2 separate regions of the Hordeum vulgare genome follow, and region 1 is linked to region 2. Evidence: chromatin contacts called from public Hi-C data. All regions are on one chromosome and are shown on one strand. The core of a region is the stretch at or near the end of the contact, and the rest is flanking DNA. Distances in the headings are between cores, read along the strand shown.

Evidence for each region. Hi-C and Micro-C count contacts between places; a contact is called where the count stands out from the background.
Region 1: a Hi-C map of seedling shows a contact between it and region 2, with 4 times the contacts expected there. The contact joins the promoter of LOC123448899 here to the promoter of LOC123448896 in region 2. A contact is called at or near these places in 5 of 6 Hi-C or Micro-C datasets (leaf and seedling) and 1 of 1 datasets of contacts at active chromatin or transcription factors (embryo).

The regions. Positions count from the first base shown.
Region 1 is chr4H:449,594,778-449,599,099 of MorexV3_pseudomolecules_assembly, forward strand. LOC123448899 (pyruvate decarboxylase 2) reads left to right here and starts at 1,396. Exons shown (of 6, transcript XM_045125934.1): 1 at 1,396-2,072; 2 at 2,176-2,339; 3 at 2,717-3,367; 4 at 3,474-3,591; 5 at 3,698-3,886; 6 at 3,996-4,322. The coding sequence starts at 1,545. The coding sequence ends at 4,166.
Region 2 is chr4H:449,246,355-449,250,076 of MorexV3_pseudomolecules_assembly, forward strand. LOC123448896 (6-phosphofructo-2-kinase/fructose-2,6-bisphosphatase-like) reads right to left here and starts at 1,359. Exons shown (of 23, transcript XM_045125931.1): 1 at 149-1,359; 2 at 1-62. The coding sequence starts at 295. LOC123448897 (protein CHUP1, chloroplastic) reads right to left here. Exons shown (of 5, transcript XM_045125933.1): 2 at 2,949-3,265; 3 at 2,750-2,861; 4 at 2,387-2,518; 5 at 1,792-2,288. The coding sequence ends at 2,214.

The DNA of each region.
Region 1 (4,322 bases), core at 146-2,645, 350 kb after region 2:
ACAGCGCACGCGCCCACTCCACTGCCTCCTCGGGATCGACATAGTGCACGCGCCCGCTCCAAACCCTAGCTTTCTCCCCTCCCTCGAGCTCTCCGACCGCCGACGGGAATGGGGTGGTGGAGCACCGGCGGCAAGGGGAAGGGGGCGCACGAACACGAGGCTGGGTCCTCGTCCGGCCGCCGCCGCACCGCAAGCGAACCGCGCCGTTCTTCTCCTCCGCGACGGCCTGCTCCGGCACCCTTCTCCATTGCCCCTCCGGGCGCCCCAGCGCGCTCCCGGCAGTACGTCCATGCGGATTTGTGCCGCCGATATTGGGAAACAAGGACCCCGCTTCCGTGGAGCGACGTCCACTTGACGAACAACTGGCACCTCTCCGCCGATCGGGTGCCGATCCCGCCGGTGCCAACGAGCGGTCGTGCCCGCCGCGACGAGATCCAACGCCGTCGATGCCGCCTCCCCGACGATCTCTACTACGACCCGAGGTACGTCGTGGATTCCCCCGTGTCGGACACGGCGACAGACACGACAGCAGCGCGGGGCGGCGCATTTTTATCTGTTTTCTAAATTATGTTAATTAAGGACCGTGGGCCGCGGAACCGTTGAATTATTAATGTATAATTATTAATGTTTGAATTTTATTTATATTTTTCTGACTTTTTTGTTTTTTCTTTTTTTTAATCACAAACGATTCGGGGTGTGACCTCGCGTTGGGCGCACCACCCGACTACGGACCCATCTGAACATTTATAACTCCATTGTCGCTCCAAACAAACCGAATTCGAACCAAACATGCCTTAGTTCGCCCGACTGGTCGTACGACGACCGGACTCACCTCTTGGCATTCAAGCATGACAGTGCGGTGCGGTTGACTGTCGTCCATGCACGAGTTGGTCTCGCCTCAGCGGCCGCGTTGCACTTGCACAGCAGGCAGAGGCAGGTCGGCAGGTTCCGGACGGACCGTAGCCGCTGAATGGAGTCCGACACGTGTGTGCTGCCCACCTTGCCCAGCAAACAAGACCCAAAACCGCGACTTGCGCCACAAACCAAAACCGCTGTCGCACGCCCAGCCCCAGCCCCAGCCCCCGCCCCAGCCCCCAGGGAAGGAAGGCAAGATCGCCACCGAAAACGAAGGAGCATTCATTGTCCCACGGCCAACATTCTAGCCTTGTCTCACTGACACGTGAACCTACATAATGCTCCGGCCCCACCGGTCAGTGGCCGAGAGCTGATCACGCACCGGGCCAGTTCCCACCGCCGCCCGTGGTTTTCCTTTTCCTTTCCCCGAAGAAAGCAGGCGAGTTTTGCACGACCACCCCCGTCTTCCCACGAAAACCCCAATCCCCATCGCGTCCGCAAGCCCAGGTATAAATGGAGGACGCCTTCCCCTCCCAGAAGACCACCAAAACCAGCACACGTCAACGGAACAGCTCAACAAAATCCCCACCAAGACCTCGAATATTCCCCAAAACCCCACCACCGCCCCCTCTGCCGCTCCCGCTCCCGCTCCAGCCCCACTAGTGTACTACTCGGATCGATCGATCGCGATGGACACCCACATCGGGTCCGTCGACGGGCCGTCGCCGGCGGCGGTGAACGGCGCGGTGGGATGCCCGGCGTCCGCGCCGGGGTGCCCGATCATGTCCTCCCACCCGGCGCCGTCAGCAGCCGGGGAGGCCTCGCTGGGGCGCCATCTGGCGCGCCGGCTCGTGCAGGTCGGCGTCAGCGACGTCTTCGCCGTGCCCGGGGACTTCAACCTCACGCTGCTCGACCACCTCGTCGCCGAGCCCGGGCTGCGCCTCGTCGGCTGCTGCAACGAGCTCAACGCCGGCTACGCGGCCGACGGCTACGCGCGGGCCCGCGGCGTCGGCGCATGCGCGGTCACCTTCACCGTCGGCGGCCTCAGCGTCCTCAACGCCATCGCCGGCGCCTACAGCGAGAACCTCCCCGTCATCTGCATCGCCGGCGGGCCCAACTCCAACGACTACGGCACCAACCGCATCCTCCACCACACCATCGGCGTCCCCGACTTCTCGCAGGAGCTACGCTGCTTCCAGACCGTCACCTGCCACCAGGTACGCGCCTACGCGCGTTTCCTTTCCTCATCATGCATTGCCTCTTCCCCATTCGATTCATCTCTCTAATCTCTTGACTCGATCTGGTTGGTTCTCGATTCAGGCGGTGGTGACCAACCTGGACGACGCGCACGAGCAGATCGACACGGCCATCGCGACGGCGCTCAGGGAGAGCAAGCCGGTTTACCTCAGCATCAGCTGCAACCTCCCTGGGCTACCTCACCCCACCTTTACCCGTGACCCGGTCCCCTTCTTCCTCGCCCCCAGGTACTGATAACTGCACCTACTCTGTTCTTATCCCAAGTCGTCGTTTCCGTGCAGTACGTAGTGCTTTGAATCTGATCAGAGGCTTTTTTCCCGATTATTGTGCCAACAGTTTATACCTTGGATCATGGAACGTTTCCCCCCAATTATCTACCGTGGGTCTTAACTCGTGATTTGCATGTACTAACTGCTGGGACCTTAAGATTTTATCGCCACAGAAATGTGCCCATATGAATCATTAGCATCGAGAATTTCAGATCGTGAATTCTGATGCTATAATCTGAAGCGACAGATGCACTGAACAGAGAATTGCTGTAATATATGATTGTATCTGAAGCCATGTGATGAACTGAACTGAACTGTGTTCTGAAACATTGCAGGATGAGCAACAAGATGGGGCTCGAGGCTGCAGTGGAGGCAACCGTCGAGTTCCTGAACAAGGCGGTGAAGCCAGTGCTTGTGGCCGGCCCCAAATTGCGGGTGGCGAAGGCGGGGAAGGCCTTCGTCGACCTTGTGGACGCCAGTGGCTATGCCTATGCCACAATGCCATCGGCCAAGGGCTTCGTGCCAGAGACGCACCCCCACTACATCGGCACCTACTGGGGCGCCGTCAGCACGGCCTTCTGCGCCGAGATCGTCGAGTCGGCCGACGCCTACCTCTTCGCTGGTCCTATCTTCAACGACTACAGCTCTGTTGGCTACTCGTTCCTGCTCAAGAAGGACAAGGCCATCATCGTGCAGCCTGAGCGCGTCATCATTGGGAACGGCCCGGCATTCGGCTGCGTCATGATGAAGGAGTACTTGTCTGCACTGGCCAAGCGGGTCCAGAAGAACACCACCGCCTACGAGAACTACAAGAGGATCTTCGTGCCCGAGGGCCATCCGCTCAAGGGCGAGGCGAACGAGCCGCTGCGTGTCAATGTGCTCTTCAAGCACATCCAGGACATGCTTACGGGTGACAATGCAGTGCTCGCCGAGACTGGTGACTCCTGGTTCAACTGTCAGAAGCTGAAGCTGCCCGAGGGCTGCGGGTGAGCTTTTCTGATTCCACAATGTTGTGATGGTGCATGTATGTTCCCTTTGTTGTTTGCATTGTCTCGTGCTAAGCAGGGTTGGTTGGTTGTTTGCGCACTGCAGGTATGAATTCCAGATGCAGTATGGCTCGATTGGATGGTCGGTGGGTGCATTGCTCGGGTACGCGCAAGGCGCAAGTGACAAGCGTGTTATAGCCTGCATTGGTGATGGGAGCTTCCAGGTGAAGTATCCCTCGATCTGATGATCTGCTGCTGCCGTGTGCTGCAATTTGTTTGCACTGCGTGCTGTTTCTAATGTGATGCCCGGGGAATTCCATCTGTCTGCAGGTGACAGCACAGGATGTGTCGACCATGCTGCGGTGCGAGCAGAACAGCATAATCTTCCTGATCAACAATGGCGGGTACACCATCGAGGTGGAGATCCACGACGGGCCTTACAATGTCATCAAGAACTGGAACTACACCGCCCTTGTGGAGGCCATCCACAACGGCGAGGGCAAATGCTGGACTGCCAAGGTAAGCACTGCACTCTTTTGTCCATTGGCATAGGCCAATGTAAGCATCAGAAGAAGAAGAGATGCGAGCTTGCAGAACTGCCGCTGATGCATGCTTTTGTGTTGCGCAGGTGAAGTGCGAGGAGGAGCTGACGGCGGCGATAGAGACGGCGCTGGGGGAGAAGAAGGACTCTCTGTGCTTCATCGAGGTGATCGCGCACAAGGACGACACCAGCAAAGAGCTTCTGGAATGGGGCTCCAGGGTCTCCGCTGCCAACTCCAGGCCACCCAACCCCCAGTAGACGAGTCGACCAAAGCACGCCTGCGCATCAGTAGCACTAGTAGCCGGAGCAGCAGCCACGTCGCCCATCAAATAATGTGAACAGTCTACCTTTGCTCGTCTGTTATGTTGTTAGTTTTGTGCCTATTACAGTAGTGACTTGTGAGCTGCGGCCATC
Region 2 (3,722 bases), core at 109-2,608:
TGGCGAGAAGGGAGGACGCAGCTGAGCTCCCAAATGGCGGCCGCGGCCCGCTCCATCGGCAGCTGCGAACACAACCAGGAAAAAAATCACATCACTCCCCGCACGGGGAACATACTCGCGAACAAGAGGGGATGGATGCGACGCTTACGGCCTTGGAAGGGTCCCACGAGCCGGCGGCGGGGTGGGAGCCGAAGAGGTGAGGGGCGAGGCCGAGCGCCGCCAGGCGGGGGCTCTCCAACTTGACCGAGACATACTGATGGTCGGATGCTCCGCCGGAGCTCGCCGCCGTCGCCATCGCCGGGGAGGCCAGAAGGAAGGGGGGCTTGGAAGGTGCCGGAAGGAAGGAAAGCGGGCGCGTCTGTGTCGTCTTTTCGTGCGACTGTCAAGTGGGGCCACGAGGTGGGTGCGAATGCGATGGTGGTAGATCCCTTCGTAATCCGCAACAGCGGGTGGGGCCGGAAACGTACCTGGCCCACCAGCCAGCCCAAGAATGTCCGATGGCAACCGCGCTACCGCCGGCCGGCGACGGTGACGGCGGGCGAAGCGTCTCAGCGCGGAGAAAGGGGGCGAGCAGCTTAGAGAGAGAGAGAGAGAGAGAGAGAGAGACGCGGGGAGTAGGCGTCGCGGCGCGAGACGCCGTCATATGGACCGACCCGCCGCCGCCGGTTTTTTCCGTCTCACCAGGTATCTGGGGGTGGCTGATTCCTTCCTTTTCCGTCTGTCTGTGTGATGCTCTTGCAGATTTTGCAGCAGCCTGCCAGAGCCATGGCCTTCGTGCTTGGTTTGCTCGCGCATCTCTGTTGGGTAGTTTCTTTACTCGCAAATTCGTTCCAGCATTGGTGGATTGTGCTGCATACTGGGCTTATGGTGCTTGTTAGGTGGTTTTTTCTTCTGAGGGTTATAGATGGTACTGTTATTGCTTACGGACTATAGCTGCGGAAGAAGTAAAGGACGCTGTTGATTCAGCACATAGTTGAACGCATTTTGAGCGAAACAATGCGGCAGTCAACAGCAGAATCTGAAATGGTAGGTGCCGTAGGGGTAGGGCTAAGTTGATTGGCGCCCGTGCTTTTGTCTTCACAGCAACCTTGTAGAATGTAGATTTTCTCTGGTTTGTGGATATTTGGCACCGGGAACACTTGCACATTTTGCCAAACCACATGATCGTGCTGCCTTTGATCCAAACACGATTTGAGACACGATAGTACTTCTTGAAATATTCTGTACCTTATTGTTAGACCATCCGCATCACATTATGCTTAATGGGAAACCAAAGGAGAGATGCGCTTTGGCAACTATTGCTTGATGGGAAGCATTTACAGCCAATTTTCTCTTGAGCAAACCTCAAACAAATTCTAACCAAAAAAAAAACCTTATTCAGTGTGCCCTAACTGTTGTCAATCTTAATCTTTAGGAATGAAGGGCACATACTGTATAATAGGGCTATCCAGCATTGGTGGATTGTGGAAAATATCGGGCTTATGATGCTTAGGTGGTATTTTTATTGCTCACAGACAATTATAGCTCCTGAAGAAGTAGAGGATGTTGTTGATTCAACATACACTTGAATACACTCTAACAGCGGAATCTGAAAAGGTCGGCGTCCTAGGGAAAAATTGATTTGTCTGCTTTTTTTATGGGAAAACTGGATGTATCTGATATTCTTATCAGTTGCTGCATAAATGCTGTTCAGGTTTGAATACTTGGAGCAGTCATCTAGTTTTTTAGCATTTACAGCCAATTTGCCCTTTATCAAACCTCAGACAAATTCTAACAAGAAAAGTCGTAATCTGTGTGCCCTAACAATTGTCAATCTTACTCTTTAGGAATGAAGGGCACATACTGTCGTCCTGTCTGTATCCGTAAATTCTGCCATTTCCACATTCTTACTTGATACTTCATGGTACAACCACCTAACAATCAAAGTGGTGGCTCTTGTTTTCTTTTATTTACCACCCTCTAATGACATTTTAGAATGTTCCCAGAAGGTGTACTTAAATTAAGAGTTGTGTGTGGATGTACTTGGAATTCTCAGGCTTCAAATTGCATCCAAGAGGTCCGCATCTTAGATGCAAAATAGTTAAGTTAAGAAAATTGTTCACGGGATTATCCTGGGGACTAGTGGAGTCGACCTGGAGCCAACCTCGGCAGAACTTAATCATGTCCGTTGTATCCCAGTGATGCTTATTTGAACCCAGGTATACTCCATCAGATCACTCTGGCTTGCTTGCATACATCTTGAGTTCATGGAACACTTTCCGGCAACCCTCATCAAAGCCACCTGCAAGCTGCAAATTTGGTTTGTTGCGGTTACCTTGGTTAGTTAGTTTGTAGGTAGCAACTCATAATGTCATTCGAAAGCAATTCATGATTGCAGTAGAATTACCTGATGTATTCGGAAGGCAAAGCGGACACCTTGCAAGAGCAGTTCCTCATCATTTACAAATGGATCTGACTTCAGTGCATTCATAATGCGGTTCATGTATTCTTTTGCCAGCTTCAATGAAGCGGCCTTTAGCTGTTAAGGTAGCAAGAGGATACTTCATATATGATATGTCTATTAGACATGAATTTATACTTTTATAGCGAAAAGGGTAGTGGGATAATTCCTATGTGTACCACATAACTCGTAAGTTGGTTTGTTCCAGTTGAAGACGAATTTGTAAAATGCACTTAGCTATGTCTTCTCTATTATATCAAACTGAGGACAAAGATGGATATTAGAAGTTTGGGAGCACATAGTACATACTTGGCTTATGATTCCAGAGTCAAGCATCCAATCCCATGGGATCAGGAGATCTTTGTATCTTCCACTTGCACTGTCCCTTATTTTTTCAGTATTGTGAATACCTTGTTCAATTCTACAAGGGGAAGCATGAATCATGTTATATTGTTCAAAGTTTGACAATGCAACAGCCTTACTAAATGCATTCATTTCATCTACTCACTTATCCTGTAGAGCTTGCATGCGCTTCAAAGCCATAGGTGTAGCCACTCTCCTGTCGTCGTGAAATGATGATGCTTCTGCTTCCAGGTTCTTCAGATCCCGGTAGGTGAATGCTGCTTCTCTCATGGCATCTGCTTTCTTCTCAGGCCAGTTAGGGAAGTGCTTGAGCACTGCCCGTTCATCTATAAGGTATGATAGTTCCCCATCTAGCCACTTCACAAACTCTTCAACATCGGCTATTTCCTTGTATGCTGCATTTTGAACTTCCCTTGCCAGGAAGCTAATGAATTCACCCTGATTTTCTACATCTGATTTAATCTGTTGGAACAATAATCGCAAGGGAATATTTTTTTGGTTTGGTTAGGAAATTATTGATCTGTACAGAATAATAGGGAGAAAACATGACTCAGATGTACATTAAAAGATTATTCGTACTATAAAAAAATAAAGAGTTATATAACATTATCAACTGCAGGAGGAGGGAAACAGAAATATCAGAAGAACATGTCGCATGCTCTTAAACTAACACTTGGCGCTGCTTTTTTATCCATAAAGAAAATGATTTCATATACTGTAGTGTGTTCATAAGGTAATAAAGATGACTGAATAGATTACGCGATAAAAAAAGTTATACTCTTGTTGCGTAAGTTGGTTCGAAAAGAAAAGAAAAAGTTATACTCTTTAGGAATGAAGGGCACATACTGTTAGGAAATTATATTGTCTTTAATACAACAAATAACTGGTAACTGTCATGTGGGAGGAAGTATTCTGCAAT